2 separate regions of the Mus musculus genome follow, and region 1 is linked to region 2. Evidence: chromatin contacts called from public HiChIP or PLAC-seq data. All regions are on one chromosome and are shown on one strand. Each heading gives the region's core, a stretch centred on a gene start, on an enhancer-like site or on the middle of the called end of the contact. The rest is flanking DNA. Distances are from core to core; before and after follow the strand shown. Region 1 has its middle 26 kb from the start of Ahi1. Region 2 overlaps Pde7b (phosphodiesterase 7B).

What was found. HiChIP or PLAC-seq counts read pairs in DNA pulled down with a chosen protein or histone mark.
Region 1: a contact with region 2 is called in a RAD21 HiChIP or PLAC-seq map of pro-B cells, with 10 times the contacts expected there. The contact joins two enhancer-like sites. A contact is called at or near these places in 1 of 15 datasets of contacts at CTCF or cohesin (pro-B cells), 3 of 484 Hi-C or Micro-C datasets (bone marrow-derived macrophages, cortical neurons and nephron progenitors) and 3 of 115 datasets of contacts at active chromatin or transcription factors (VIP interneurons, bone marrow-derived macrophages and heart atrium).

What each region holds. Positions count from the first base shown.
Region 1 is chr10:20,923,624-20,930,027 of GRCm38.p6, forward strand. No RefSeq gene overlaps it. Among named protein-coding and RNA genes, the nearest start is that of Ahi1, 26 kb to the right of the region's middle. Within about 2 kb of position 4,493, at least 3 of the 459 cell types and tissues checked have an H3K27ac peak or open chromatin away from gene starts, as enhancers often do. A contact at or near this core is called in pro-B cells, where this site is marked.
Region 2 is chr10:20,467,193-20,474,356 of GRCm38.p6, forward strand. All of the region lies in intron 2 of Pde7b (phosphodiesterase 7B), which reads right to left. Among named protein-coding and RNA genes, the nearest start is that of Pde7b, 78 kb to the right of the region's middle. Within about 2 kb of position 5,094, at least 17 of the 459 cell types and tissues checked have an H3K27ac peak or open chromatin away from gene starts, as enhancers often do. A contact at or near this core is called in pro-B cells, where this site is marked.

The sequences.
Region 1 (6,404 bases), core at 3,243-5,742, 460 kb after region 2:
AAGCCAGGAGTAGTACCACCTTGGTCCTTCCCTGGAAATTACCTGCCCTGTGATTGAGTGTGAATGTTGAGAATCTGTCTTTTATAGCCACATGGTGCCAGAAAAGTGGTCTCTTATGCTAGAATGAGAGAGTTACAAGCTACCAAAGGTGTTGATGAGTTGAAGAACTTACAAAGTAATTGTGGAGATACATCCTCCATTTCTCCATCATGCCTGCCCAGGATACTGGCTTTGTTCAGCAAGGAAATGTGTTGGACAATGTTTTGTTTTGTCTAGTTTGAGACATTCTTCGTGTTGAAGTTCCTGTCCTTGGCTGACCACCTATCACTTACAACTCCTCTCAAGCTAAGCTTATTGCTATGAATAAGATATACAATAGTACCGTGGTGTGACCATAGACTGTGTAGCTTATTTAAAATAACAGAGACAGACAGACAGACACAGAGACCCAGACATAGAAACACAGAGACAGAGAGACAAAGAGAAAGAGAGAGACCAAGACAGAGAAAGAAAGAGACGGAGAGAGAAGCATACACGCGCTCAGGCATCTCTCCATGCAGGGAACTTGAAATTTCTGTGTGTGGAATTCAAGCATAGTTTTGGGCAATAATAAAATGCTTAAAAGGCTTTCATTCTTCAAGTGGAAGCTGGCCTCATTCACACAATCCAAGAATCTAATTCTACAAAACATTGATCCCAAGCTCAGTTCTCCCACTGGAAGGAGAGAACTGTGGGCATCAAATCCTCCTAGAGTTTTAGAGGTGCTTTCTTCTCATCATCGCTACAACACAACAAAACATGTCTTCCCACCCCATCCACCCCCGGAAAATAATTACTTGACTTCCAGCCACCATTTCTTGACAAGCAGACTTGATGTTTTTGTCATCGAAAGTGACTCGACCTTTCTAGAGTGCTCTTTCCCTGTATCATACCTTCCTCCAGTCCATCCTCATCTGCTAACATTTGCTTAAAATAGCAAACCTTCCCCAGTGTGAGAGGCACACATCTTGTTACTGTAACACTTAGTACACTGCGCAATACTGCTTTCCCTCAAGTCTGAGACAACAGAATCCACAAACCACGCAGTTAGTTTACTAAACACTGAGGGGTTTAAAAAGAAGAGTCCGACAAAATTGTAATTGAGTCATATTACTTGGAACTGTCATTTAATACATAAAAAGGAGTTGTTTTAGTATAATTATGTAACACACGCAAGAGCCTGAGGTCCTGTTAGCACTTCTTACTTAACTAGTATCAATTTGTTTTTTCATCAAGACACTGTCACTGTAGGACATTCTCTCAGGCTGTTAGGAGCTTGTAGATCACATACTATGGAACACATTTTTATAGATCACATGATGTGGATCACATGACTGTGAGTCATATGCTTGTGGATCGCATATTGTAAATCGGATCATATGTTGTGGATCACATGCTTATAGATCATATGATTGTGGATCATTTGCTTATGGATCACATGCTATGGATCACATGGTTACCGATCACATGATATGGATCACATGGCTGCGAATCATATGCTCGTGGATCACATACTGCAAATCGGATCATATACTGTGGATCACATGCAGTGAATCACATGCTGTGGATCACATACCGTGGATTACATGATTATGGATCATATGGTTGTAGATAACATTCTATGGATTATATGTTGTGGATCACATGATTATGCATCATATACTGTGAATCATATGCTGTGAACCACATGCTATGGATCATATGTTATGGACCACATGCATGTAGATCATACAATTGTGGATCATTTGCTTGTGGGCCACATGCTGTGAATCACCCCTGCGCCTTAATAAAGTACAGGTTTTGGTTTTGAAAGCGTGATGTGCAGCCTGTGATCCTATTCCCACCAAATCCTTAAAAGATGCTGATGTTTCTGGCCAAAGGTCTCATGTGTTGCAACAGAGGGAGGAATAATTCTTTTACATATATCTCATTCACAGCATCCCACACAACTTATCCAATCTGTATTTTATTTTCCAAGGATTCATAAAACTGTTCACTAATTCGAAAGAAAATAGGAAATGTGGGTTATCATCCCCACGATAAGTGTCTGTCTTGCTGACATAATAATACTCCCCACTTCACTGGTTTTAGCCTGATGACTTTTAATTCTAATGTTGAATTATACTGTGATGTTTAAATGTGTTTTGATGGCAAAAAAAAGAGAGAACATTTACTACAATTCATAAAACAAGTGTTGTTTTGATGGTATCAAGAGCTCTGAGCAGGTCTGCACTCACACAGATCAAATTACTTAAGACTGCCACTCAGACACTGTCTGTGCAATGCCATCAACTGTAAGATGCAATCAGATGTCTGAATTATGAAACCCCAAGAGAACACAAGCAGGCCTCAGCGTTGCTTGTCTGGATTCTTGCTCCTTCTTTCCCTCAGATGTTCAGTGAGCTTAGCATAAGAGCAAGACAAACCTCAGTCTTGAGGACAGAATTCAGTGCCGGCCAAAAGTAAGTGAGAGAGACATGAATGCAGTCCTCATACCCTCCTAAACCTGGTTAGAAGCTGATGACCTATGATGTGTTATTTGTAGCCCAGGGGTACTCGAAATGTCCTCTGGATGTGCCCACACAGGGCTTAGTATGAGAAAACTGAAGATAGCCAGTGTGCTTCCTCAGCTAAACTAGCCCAGGATGGTAGAGCAGATTATAGTGGCATTAAAATGGCTTATTTCGATTCCTTCAAATTCTGGATATGCGATTTACCTTCTGATCCACTTTGGCAGTGTTTCTCAACTCTCCTAATGCTGCGACCCTTTAACACAGTTCCACATATTGAGGTGACCCCCCCAACCATAAAGTTGTTTTCGTTGTTGCTTCATAACTGTAATTTTACTGCCCTTATGAATTGTAATGCAAACATCTGATATACAGGATATCTGATGTGTAACCCCTGTTGGGGTTGCAGCTCATAGGTTGAGAACTACTGCACTAGAGGCACCTCATGCCCCACTTTCCTGGCTAGCCTATTTCCTCTTTCCTTTTTTTTTTCCCACTGAGAGATGACCAAAGTCAAATAGAAATGAATTTTAGTATTCATTTGGGCATTATAGTTTATGATCATGGCTTTTAAAATGATTTCTTTCTCCAGAAAGAAATAGGGGACATAATTATGCTTGCATTTTTGAACTTTATGTTCATCAAAAAAGATGTTAGAGATTTTAAAAAATGGATAACTATTGTTAAAAGCATAACGCAAAATCTTGGTAACTACAGAAAATAAATCTTTTTTTAAGATTTATTTATTATTTATTATATGTAAGTAGACTGTAGCTGTCTTCAGACACTCAAGAAGAGGGCATCATATCTCATTACGGATGGTTGTGAGCCACCATGTGGTTGCTGGGATTTGAACTCCGGACCTTTGGAAGAGTAGTTGGGTGCTCTTACCCACTGAGCCATCTCACCAGCCCCAGAAAATAAATCTTAAATGGAGCAACTTTTAATTTCAAACTGTAGTGTTTTGAATAAGACAACTATTCAAAACACAAAAGACCCCACCTAAAGAGACCTCACTGAAATGAAAATGAATGTTCTACAGCTCAAAACCATGAGAATTTAAATAGAATCCTTGCATCTCCCAGCTAGAAGGAACCTTAGAAATCATCCTGCTTAACAGCCTCTGAATTCACAGTGTTGACATTTTTATAGATATTTTATCCTTCCAGCCCAAATATTTTTAATTTTTTAATGCCATTCCTATGAAACAGATTATAAGGTTGTTTAAATCCTCAACTCACAACAATACAACCTTTCTTTGTATATATGTTTACATCACAGTATTTTAAATTAATGATTCTTATTTAGAGACTGGAGGTATGGTGTCAGAAAAGTCTCCACCTGCAGCCTCTGCCCCCACAAATGAGACCATAAGGAAGATGTCACTGTGACACTTGCTGGCAGGACATGCACCTGCAATCTTACTAGGCAAGGATGTTAAGATTATATGTATATGTACATGTATTTATATGCATGCAATAGCAATTAGTGAACAAAGAGACATTGAAGGGATGCAGGGAGAGGAATGGGAGGCTTTAGAGGGAAGGGAGAGGTGAGATGTTGTAATTAAAATCCCCAAAATAAAATATAAAAACAGTACGCTGTAATAAGAACTTCTCTGAAACCCATGGTATAGACTTGGCCTAGAGAGCTACAGTCTTCTATAAGCTGATTTGGTCCAAAATAAACCAGGATTCTCCATCGCTTCTCTGAGGTAGAAAACAAAGTTTGGCATGGAGTCTCATGCCTACACTCTCAGCACTTGGAAGAACGGGAACATCAGGACTGCTCTGAATTTGAAGACAGCTTGGGCTACAAGACAAGACCCTGTCTCACAAAAACCAAAAGAAAACAAGAACCAAGACACGTATTATCTGTCTCAGTTGGATGGAAGGAAGGACAAAATTCAGAAAAGCACGCACAAAAGACTAGAGCTTTGGTGACCTCTTGTGGGGTAATTTGCTAGCAGTCCATAATAAAGCATTTCAGGAATAGAGTTCCGACAGGTTTTCTTTGTGATATGGGGATTCAGTGGTAGTGTCTGCCTAAGAGCCAAACTCCCATCTCAACTTAGGAATGTCTATTCTTGCAAAAAATGAATCTGAGTGCTTTCCTATTGGACAAGGAGAAAACCTAAAAGTGGACTGAATGGAAATGTCCAGCAACCATATCTAAGCTGTGGTAGCGTTGGCATCATTGCTTGGATTTCTGTCGCTGTGTTTCACTGAATGTCACTATGTTCGTGTGTTCTGGAACACCATTTTCAGAATGCTACAGAAGAGCGTGCACATCACAAAAGCACTTCCTTAGTCATCAGAGGCATTAACTTTCTTTTTACTAATCTAAAATCTAGAATCTAAAATCAACCTAAGGCTCTGCTAAACAATTTTTTTCCTCTTAGTTTGTCTCCTTGAACGCTAACATGACTTTATGACTTTGAACATATTAACTAAAATATGAAACTTGGATATTCTGAAAAACAAGCACATAAAACTAGAGGCTACCGAATGCCCATTGCAAAGCTCAGAGCCAAGGCATCGAATAAAGCTGAATACAAGCTAACACACTCTCCTTTACTTACAGTTCATTCTAAAGCTAGCTTTAAGAGCATATGCTTTGATTATTATCAAAGATTAGCCATAAAATAATATTTCCAGAATACAAAGCTTGTAGCTCAACTTGAAAGCCAGGTCAGTTATGTCTGGGTTTATAATTAAGCATGTAAGAGGAAGAATATTAATATTTACTATTTTTTCTCCATTGCTTGGAGCATTTATCTTGATATATATTAAGCGCAATACTTATATCATAATACTGATGATAATGAAGCACTTAAAGAGTTAAATTTTACTTAAATTAACTTTTAATTTTTTTAAAAAATCAGGCAATCTATACCCAAACACAATTATCTCCATATTTGGTCTAACCCTCATCCAAATACACTTGCAATTTTACATGGTTGCAATAAAGGTGTGTCTCATGTTGAGATTGTTTCTTCTAGTCCCATGTTTTCTACTCTTTCTATGTCTCACTTTGGAGATGAAAATGGTTTATCATTTTGATGTGACATTTGTATATAAGTTGTTTTCAGCTTGCTGTTAACTGTGATGCTTCAGTAAGTATCTTCGTATAAAAGCTTTAAAGTGGCTTTATTAAAGCCAATAATCTGTGCTTCATCTCTTTTGAAAATAGCTGTCTGGGTCAGAATTAAAAGATGGCATACTCAAAAACAGAAAGAATGAAAGAAAGAAAGAAAGGAAGGAAGGAAGGAAGGAAGGAAGGAAAGAAAGAAAGAAAGAAAGAAAGAAAGAAAGAAAGAAAGAAAGAGGAAGAGAGAAAGAAAGAGAGAGAGAGTGAGAGAGAGAGAGAGAAAGAAAGAAAAAGGAAGGAAGGAAGAAAGGGAAAGAAAAAAAGGGCCTCCTATTTCTTTGAAATTTAATGAGAGATTTAGGTTTACCAACAGGATAGGTGAAGATCACAGAACACAGAGCTTGGCGAGAAAGACTCCACTACCAGTCCATGGACCATGAAGAGCAAATGAAGAGACTGCTGCTAAGGCCGAGCACCAGTGAGAGGATGACCCAGGATAAGCTCCAGCTGTTGAGGAACACAGCCGTTGCTGGAACTGTGCACAAGTTGGGAAAGATGGATTCCACAACACCACTCTCTCTCTCTCTCTCCTGCCTTTCCAGGCTGCGCCATGACCCCAGCTGGCTCACCCAATAGACAAAGGGGAAGGAAATCTGGAAAGGTGACGACCACAGTGGAGCAGAGAGCCTCTTGGAGCAGAGAGAAAGGATTTGCATGGGGAGTGGAATGGTAGACAATAACTAGCCCAGAAGCCCCATGTTTGAT
Region 2 (7,164 bases), core at 3,844-6,343:
GTCTTGGGGCTTCTTGAGAGAAAAGCCACCAGAACTGTCATTTCCAGAACTGTAGTGAGGAGAAGGACAGTAGGTGGCAAATCTCCCAATCTCTACCAGGAGTGAGTTAGGGGCAGCGACAGCTGACTTCCCGTGGCAGATTCCCAGCTGCAGATGGGACATGGTAGGCGTGTCAAGGCTGAGAATCTGGACTACAGATGAGACTTCTTCTGGCTGCCTACTTCTCATAGGTTCTGTGACCTGTAGAGCCTCTGTGAGTGTGAGGACTGGGAGTCACACTGGTGTATAACTTCTCATGTAGCTCTGTATTGTAGTGAAAGACGGTTTGAGTGTGTGGGGATAGGAGTGGTGCCAGGCCAGCCTTCTTATATCTTCTGGACTCAGTGAGGAAAGCACTGGATGCCACAGCAGAGACCCTGCTGACAAGAGCAGGGATAGGCCTCTGCCTGGTTGGTGGAATCACTAAATTGGACTCCCTTGTGTTCTTCTGATGGCTCACTGCGGTGGCCAGCTGTGTCTGAGAAATACTGCTACAAATTCATGGCCACTGTACTTGGTGGCGTCTCATATTGTCCCATGTCCAGCACTCAATCTGACTCAGTTCTTCAGCCAGAAGCTAAAAGTCACTGAATGGGAAATTCAATTTTTATGTCTTTAGGGTAAAGCTTACATAAAGGGCTCCTTGTGTTTGAGTGGGAAGACAGGATGCCAAATAGCTAGGTCTTAACTCTTTCGCTTCCTTACAATGAGTTGCTCACCTCGCTGCTTGGTGTGTTTTTGTTGGCTTGTTTTCTAAATGAGAAAGTGTGCACAGCAATGTGGTGTTCCTTTGTTCAAAAGCTTTATCCAGTGTAAGGGGCTGTTGAATCAGTGAACTTGATCTCATGCTCCTTGGAATAAATTTCATCTTTAATGATAAGCTTCCTTTGTAGAATGCTGTCTGTAATTTCTACCTACCGAGTCCTGAATATAAAAGCTCAACTTTGAAACCCGATCTACTTTTCTGTTCAAGACATTTTATAGCTCTTATCCCAGAACTCAGGAGGCTGAGGCAGGAGCACTGGCCATAAGTACAAGGCCAGCCTGGGCTAAAAGTAAAACTGTGTCTGAAACGAATAAAATAATGGAACAATTCTATACACATTTAATCAAACACAGCTTATGGTAATCACCCTACCTCATACTCACCAGCTTGCCAATGTGGCTATTACTAATGTTTTCTGGTCTAGTGTAGTAATTTTTTGTTCTTTATTGTGATATTACTTTGTTTAATAAAACATATATCTCTAGTGGATACTGAGCATTTAAAAATGTGAGATCTCTCTGCCTCTCTCTGTCTCTGTCTCTCTTTGATCTAATTACTTCAACATCCAGCTATACCACTCTTGGGCATATACCTAAAGGACACTTCATCTTACCACAGAGATGTTAAGGCCTAGGTGAATTGTTAAGGCCTAGGTAACAGTTACTTGGCTAGCCTGCCTATATAAAGAAACTTTCTCATCTGTTCTGCTGTTACTAGGAAAATTTCTAATGCCAAGATTGATTACATATTCTGTTTTGTTCTGTGGCCCTGGAAACCAATCACAATAGAAGTTACTAGAACTGTTTTATACCCACAATAAGCTTGGCCCTGCACCAACCACCCAATTACGCTTCCTGCACCCATGTATACGCTTTTATGGTGTAAGCTGCTCCTGGGATGGACCCCAACACAAGAGAGACAATTTGGAATAGGACTTTCATTTTGAGAAGTGGTCTAGTAAAGTTTAAGTTCCCAAGACTTCCCTGTGAACTGACATTCTACTTGGGAGAAAGAGACACGTTCATGGGTAACTGACATCCTGGTTGGAAAGTGAAGACATCCATGTTAGACAAGTCCTGTCTTGGTAGGCAAGTTAGGACATGACTATTAGACAAGGCAAGTCCCCTGCCAGAACTGAATATCCCAACCAATGGGAGCAGGATAAATGTACAACAAAGACGTGTTCCCAAGGAAACCCTGTCCCCCACAAAACCCCCTCCCATCCCTAAATCCTGATTGATGAAGTAACTTGGTACAGGTGTTTGTGTATTTTAGGCTTATTTTAGTTCCTGAATCTGAACCATGGTCCAGTCAACCAGTCCTGGGACACATGCTCAATCAACTACCCCTGTCTGACTAAGACCAGTGTCTGTGTGGTTTGCGAGGCAATTCCTGGATCCCCAAAAGAGACACTTGCTCAATCATGTCCATTGCTGCTGCTCATCCCTCCACAGAGGAATGGATATTTTAAAAAAGTGGTACCTTTACATGGTTGAATATTACTCAGCTGGTAAAGAATACAAAATCATGAAGTTATCAGATACATGGATGGAACTAGGAAAAAAAAATCCTAAGATAGTTAATCCAGATCCAGGAAGACTAAAGTGGTATGAATTTGCTTATATGTGTATGTCAGCTGTTAAGTGGATGGTAACTAAGCTACAATCCCTAGATCCACAGAGTCTAGAGATTACTCTTACGGGACTAGGCAAAGGACAGATAGAACTCTGTAAGAAAGGGGAATAGAAGAGAACGTTATGGATGGCTTGTGGCCTGGGGTGGGGGGTGTTATTAGAACAGAAGGATCAAGTGGGGAGGGGGAAGGAAGGGGGGATGAGGGGGGTAATATGGGAAGAGATCACTAAAATTAAGAGGCATTTGAGGGTAGGATGAAAACCCAGTAAAATAGCTTCATAAAAATATATACATGTATGAAGGTGAACTAATTGAAATAGCCAAATAACAGGGAGACAGAACCTCAACCAGATATCTCTTGTCACCTAATAAAGCTTCCAGTACTGGGATTGGGTTACATCTTATTGAGTTTGTGCCCAAAGGGATCCCATGGGAACCAACAAGCAACCTAGGCTGTTGCCAATACTAGGTTGCTTTCCATACACTGATGGTAAGGCCCCATGGCTGAAGACAACAGCTACACAACTCATTGACTATAGAGAAGTAGAGCTGATGCCTTCCTAGAGCCTTCTGTGCAAGTACCTGTGGTACAGGAAGTTGTTCTGTATGCTACCAAAGGGGAAACAAACAACAACCCAGCCACAAACTCCTTGATATACAATGATGTCCTGCCTGTAGGTTATGCTAGGGCAATGGTGGCACAAAGCTTGTGGGAGTGACAACCAATGTCTGATTTGACTGAATGTCTAATCTAGGGGATGGAATCCATACCTGACACTACTGGGTGACCAAAAACCCGAGACTAGACAGTCCAGAGATCTAGGGTAAGACCAAATACTATTGTTTTGAAGTAACCATAAAATGACTCCTAATGATATTCTCCTATAGTCATTGATCAGTTGCCCTATTCAGCCATCATCAGCAAAGCTTCTCCCAGCAGCAGATGGGATCAGTCAGACATCATGCAGAGAATGAGAGACCTTGGAACATTCAGCTCTAAAAGGGATGTCCCCAACCAACTCCCCCTCTCGGGACTCAGGGAGCTCTGCTGAAGAGGTAGAAAGAGTGTAGGAGTCAGGGGTGGCAGAGGTGGAGGACACCCAGAAAACGAGGCTTCTAAAAGCAACAAAATCCACACACCCATGAACGGACAGAGTCTGCGCCAGCTGGGGTTCTGGAGCTGCAAGAAGTGAACACAGCACTTACCCCTAACACAGCAGTTCTCTCCAACTGATACCCACCTTTAGTTTCCTCCAAGGGAGCCTCACCAGGGAAATAACGACTCTTAAGTGTAGGCTGCGTGCCCAGCGGTAGATGGTCAACAGAAAAGGAACTCAATGGCATCTTTGGAGGTCCCTTGTCTCATAAAATTTTGTTAGGGCTTTTTCTTTCTTTCTTTTTAAATCTTATCTTGACACACACACACACACACACACACACACACACACACATTTTTTCTCGTTTACTCTACAGTTCCTTTGTATAAAGTATGGCTTCCACTTTAGTGTTTTTATGTGATTCCTGAGTGCGCCAACTACTGAACCTCTGTCTATATCTGCTTCTTGAGCCTATTCTTCGTCTCCTTTCCTTCGGTTTCATTTTTTTTGTTGTTGTTCTATTCTGATGTGTTAGTTTTGTTTTATCGTTTTAAAATTTCATTTCTGTCTTCCAATGAGACACAGAAAGGGGGTGGCTCCAGATGGGAGAAGAGGCGGGGCAGAACTGGAAGGAGAAATCACAATCAGATACACTATTCGAGAAAAAGGCTGTTTTCAATAAATGGAAAAAAATAGGAATATTTAAGAAATTTGATTCTACATTCTAATTTTCAAATTTTACCCTGCCATTTAAGACAGGAAATTTTTCATGATTTTATTATCATGAAGTGAAAATGGCTCTAAGAGGTAACTTTTTAAAAGATAAAATCACAGAAGAGCGAATACATTGTTTTATATGTGAGTAATCTGATAAAAATAATTTATAGTTATGCTAACTCTGCAGAGAATTCAGGCCCCATTCCAAATCAGATGTTCCTAAAAATTATTTGGAAAACCATTTAGTTAAATAAGAATATTTGTTCTATTTTTCCCTAAGTTAGAGTCATCTTGCTTATGTGTGTGCCATAAGAGGTTATGGATTTACTCAAATTCAAAGCTGAGAATTTAGGAAAGTTTAATCAAATTGTCTTATGAATTTCAGTATTAACCAAGGCTTTTAAAAAAAATCATATTTGTTCTTTACCGTCATCTCTATTTCTTAAGTTTCAAACTTTGTGTATGATCATATCATAGTGTTTTATGATAAAGCTTCTCACTTTATATAAAACTCAGCGTCAACTTTCTCTTATGATGAGAGGAATACACATGCTGGCAGGGAAAACGGGGAGGAGAAAGCGAAAGTCATCAGGCAGTGAGCCGTGTGCGAACGTTGGCATGTTTTTATAAACATGTGAGATCTTTTCAAATATGTAATTTTGTATTCAGCTTCTTTTTGTTTAATAGACTATAAACATTTGTGAACCTGCTTCTGTCAGCCCTCACCACAGGAAATAACCAGCTCTCTCCAGAGAAAATGAAAGCAACTGGTGGGAGACACAGACCTGGCTCTAGTTTGCCACAGTAGTGATTCCATTTCCTTCTCTGGAATCAGCTCACGAGCGTCCTTAGTCATCACCACCTCACCTTCCTCTTCCTTACCAAAGGATGCAAGGGCAGTGGATGAGATGACCAGTTTGTCACACGGGACCTCCTGCCAGGGCAGCAGACTATTGAGACAATTTCCATATTGACACTATGGAAATGCTATAAATTAAATACTTTCACTGTTAGTTATATGTTTTAATACCAAGTTGGCAGCTTTGGTTTGAAGGTATTGAAGGAAGCTCTTAAAGAGGCTTCTCACCTGTATGGCAGTTCCTTATGTCCAACACTCTTCCAGAGACTCCTTTTTTCAAATTCAATTGGTTCCACCTGAGCTCATTATCTGTCCCCAGAGTTTCTTAATGATGTTCTCATCTCGAGTATTTCAAGATGGTGAGACCACTATTCACTATCCTCAGGTTGTATTTCTGCTTCTACACGCCACCTCCCATTTGTGCTCTGAGTTCTTCTGCGTCACACTCTGCCACCTGCTTTGGTTCCTCTCTTCACGAACTGTTTCTCCTACACATAGATGTCAGTCATTTTCAGAGACTCTGTTGTGATCATGCACAGCCTTTTTCTTGAGATTCTCTAGCAATCCTCTTGGATTAATGAATCAAGTTCAAACTCTTTTTCTTGATGTTCCAAGGCGCCCACTTTCTCTCTGGTCAATATGTTTTCTTTGCTAATTTTTAGGCTCTGCTCTATCTTAGTGACCTTTGTGTCTGTGTGTCAAATCAATCTTATTTTGGTCATTTCTTAATCAGTTAACCCTCGACTGTATGTTCCAGAGCTCAGCACGAGTCCACGTTGTTTCCCTCTCTTGCTCAGGACACTTTCTTTTTATTCTAATTATTTTAGGAGAAGGTTATTAGGTTACTTATTTACTTGTACACCCCTTCATGGACTGTGTATGTGCCCTGTGACAAGATGATTAGCTCTTTGAACATAAACGTTATGGCTCAGGTTTCTCTCCAGCTTTCTGGAGAACCTATTATATAAAGGTTACCTCTATGGTTGTTGCTGTGGCCACACACTCACCCTTCTCAGCATAGAGTGGGTGCTCTGAGTGTTAAATGAATGGATGAATGATAACTATGAGGTAATATTGGTCTCTCAGATCCAATTTTCTATTTTCTTTCATTCAGATAAGAAAGTGAACTCATTTAGTGATGTTGGCTGGGCTAACAAGAGGCAATGGTGCCTCCAGTCCTAGCTTAAAAAGGTGAAAGCCTTCTTAAGAAAGAGCGGTTACAGCATTTTGAAGATGGCTTTTCTCTGACAGCTAGGTATCTGGAATGACTTTTCCTGACGTCTCCGCTCTGATTTTACTTGAATAAGGGCTTCCGACAACACTTTCATTTAGTCAAGTTCAGCTGTGGTAACTCCTTCCTGGCGTTATGGCTTGAGGCATATTTTACAACAGCAATAAAAGTTAGCCCTCAGCACACATATCCTCTTTACTTCTCTGTCTCTTCAGTTCCTGCTCTCTGGTTAGTCCTCAGCTCTTCTTGATGTCCCAAGACAAGAGTTCTTCACTTTAGTCTGTAACACTTCAGAATCATATACAATACATATGTGCCTTATATTATATCTACTTATTATTACATGCACACATATTACATGGGTATCATAAATGCCAACATCTATTTGTACATGTCTCCACAAATTGCTCAAGGGTAGTGCTTATATCTCATTCATCTTGGCACCCTGGCTTGCTGCCTACCATAGGAAGTGTCCCACCAATGTCCATTCATGGAACTGTGATGGGGAAGGAATGAGACACTTGGGGCCCCGTCAGCTCTGGTTTCCACCACGAAGTGGCAATTTGGTGGCTAACCCTTCTCCTGGTCTGGCACTTCTGCAGCTGAAGAGCTGGAGAGTGTGTGGCCAGAAGCCCCGGGTGCCCATCCTGGAGCACCGGCCAGCCGAGCCAGGAAGTGCCACAACCACAACCGAAGCCCTGCCTTTCTTCTGGAGAAAGGTCAATATTGACCTTTGAAATTGTGGGGTGTTAGCTTGGCGCTCCCAAGAGTGAGAAGCCTCAGGGAGCCCCAGCTCAGGCCTCCCTTCTCTGCTGGGGGA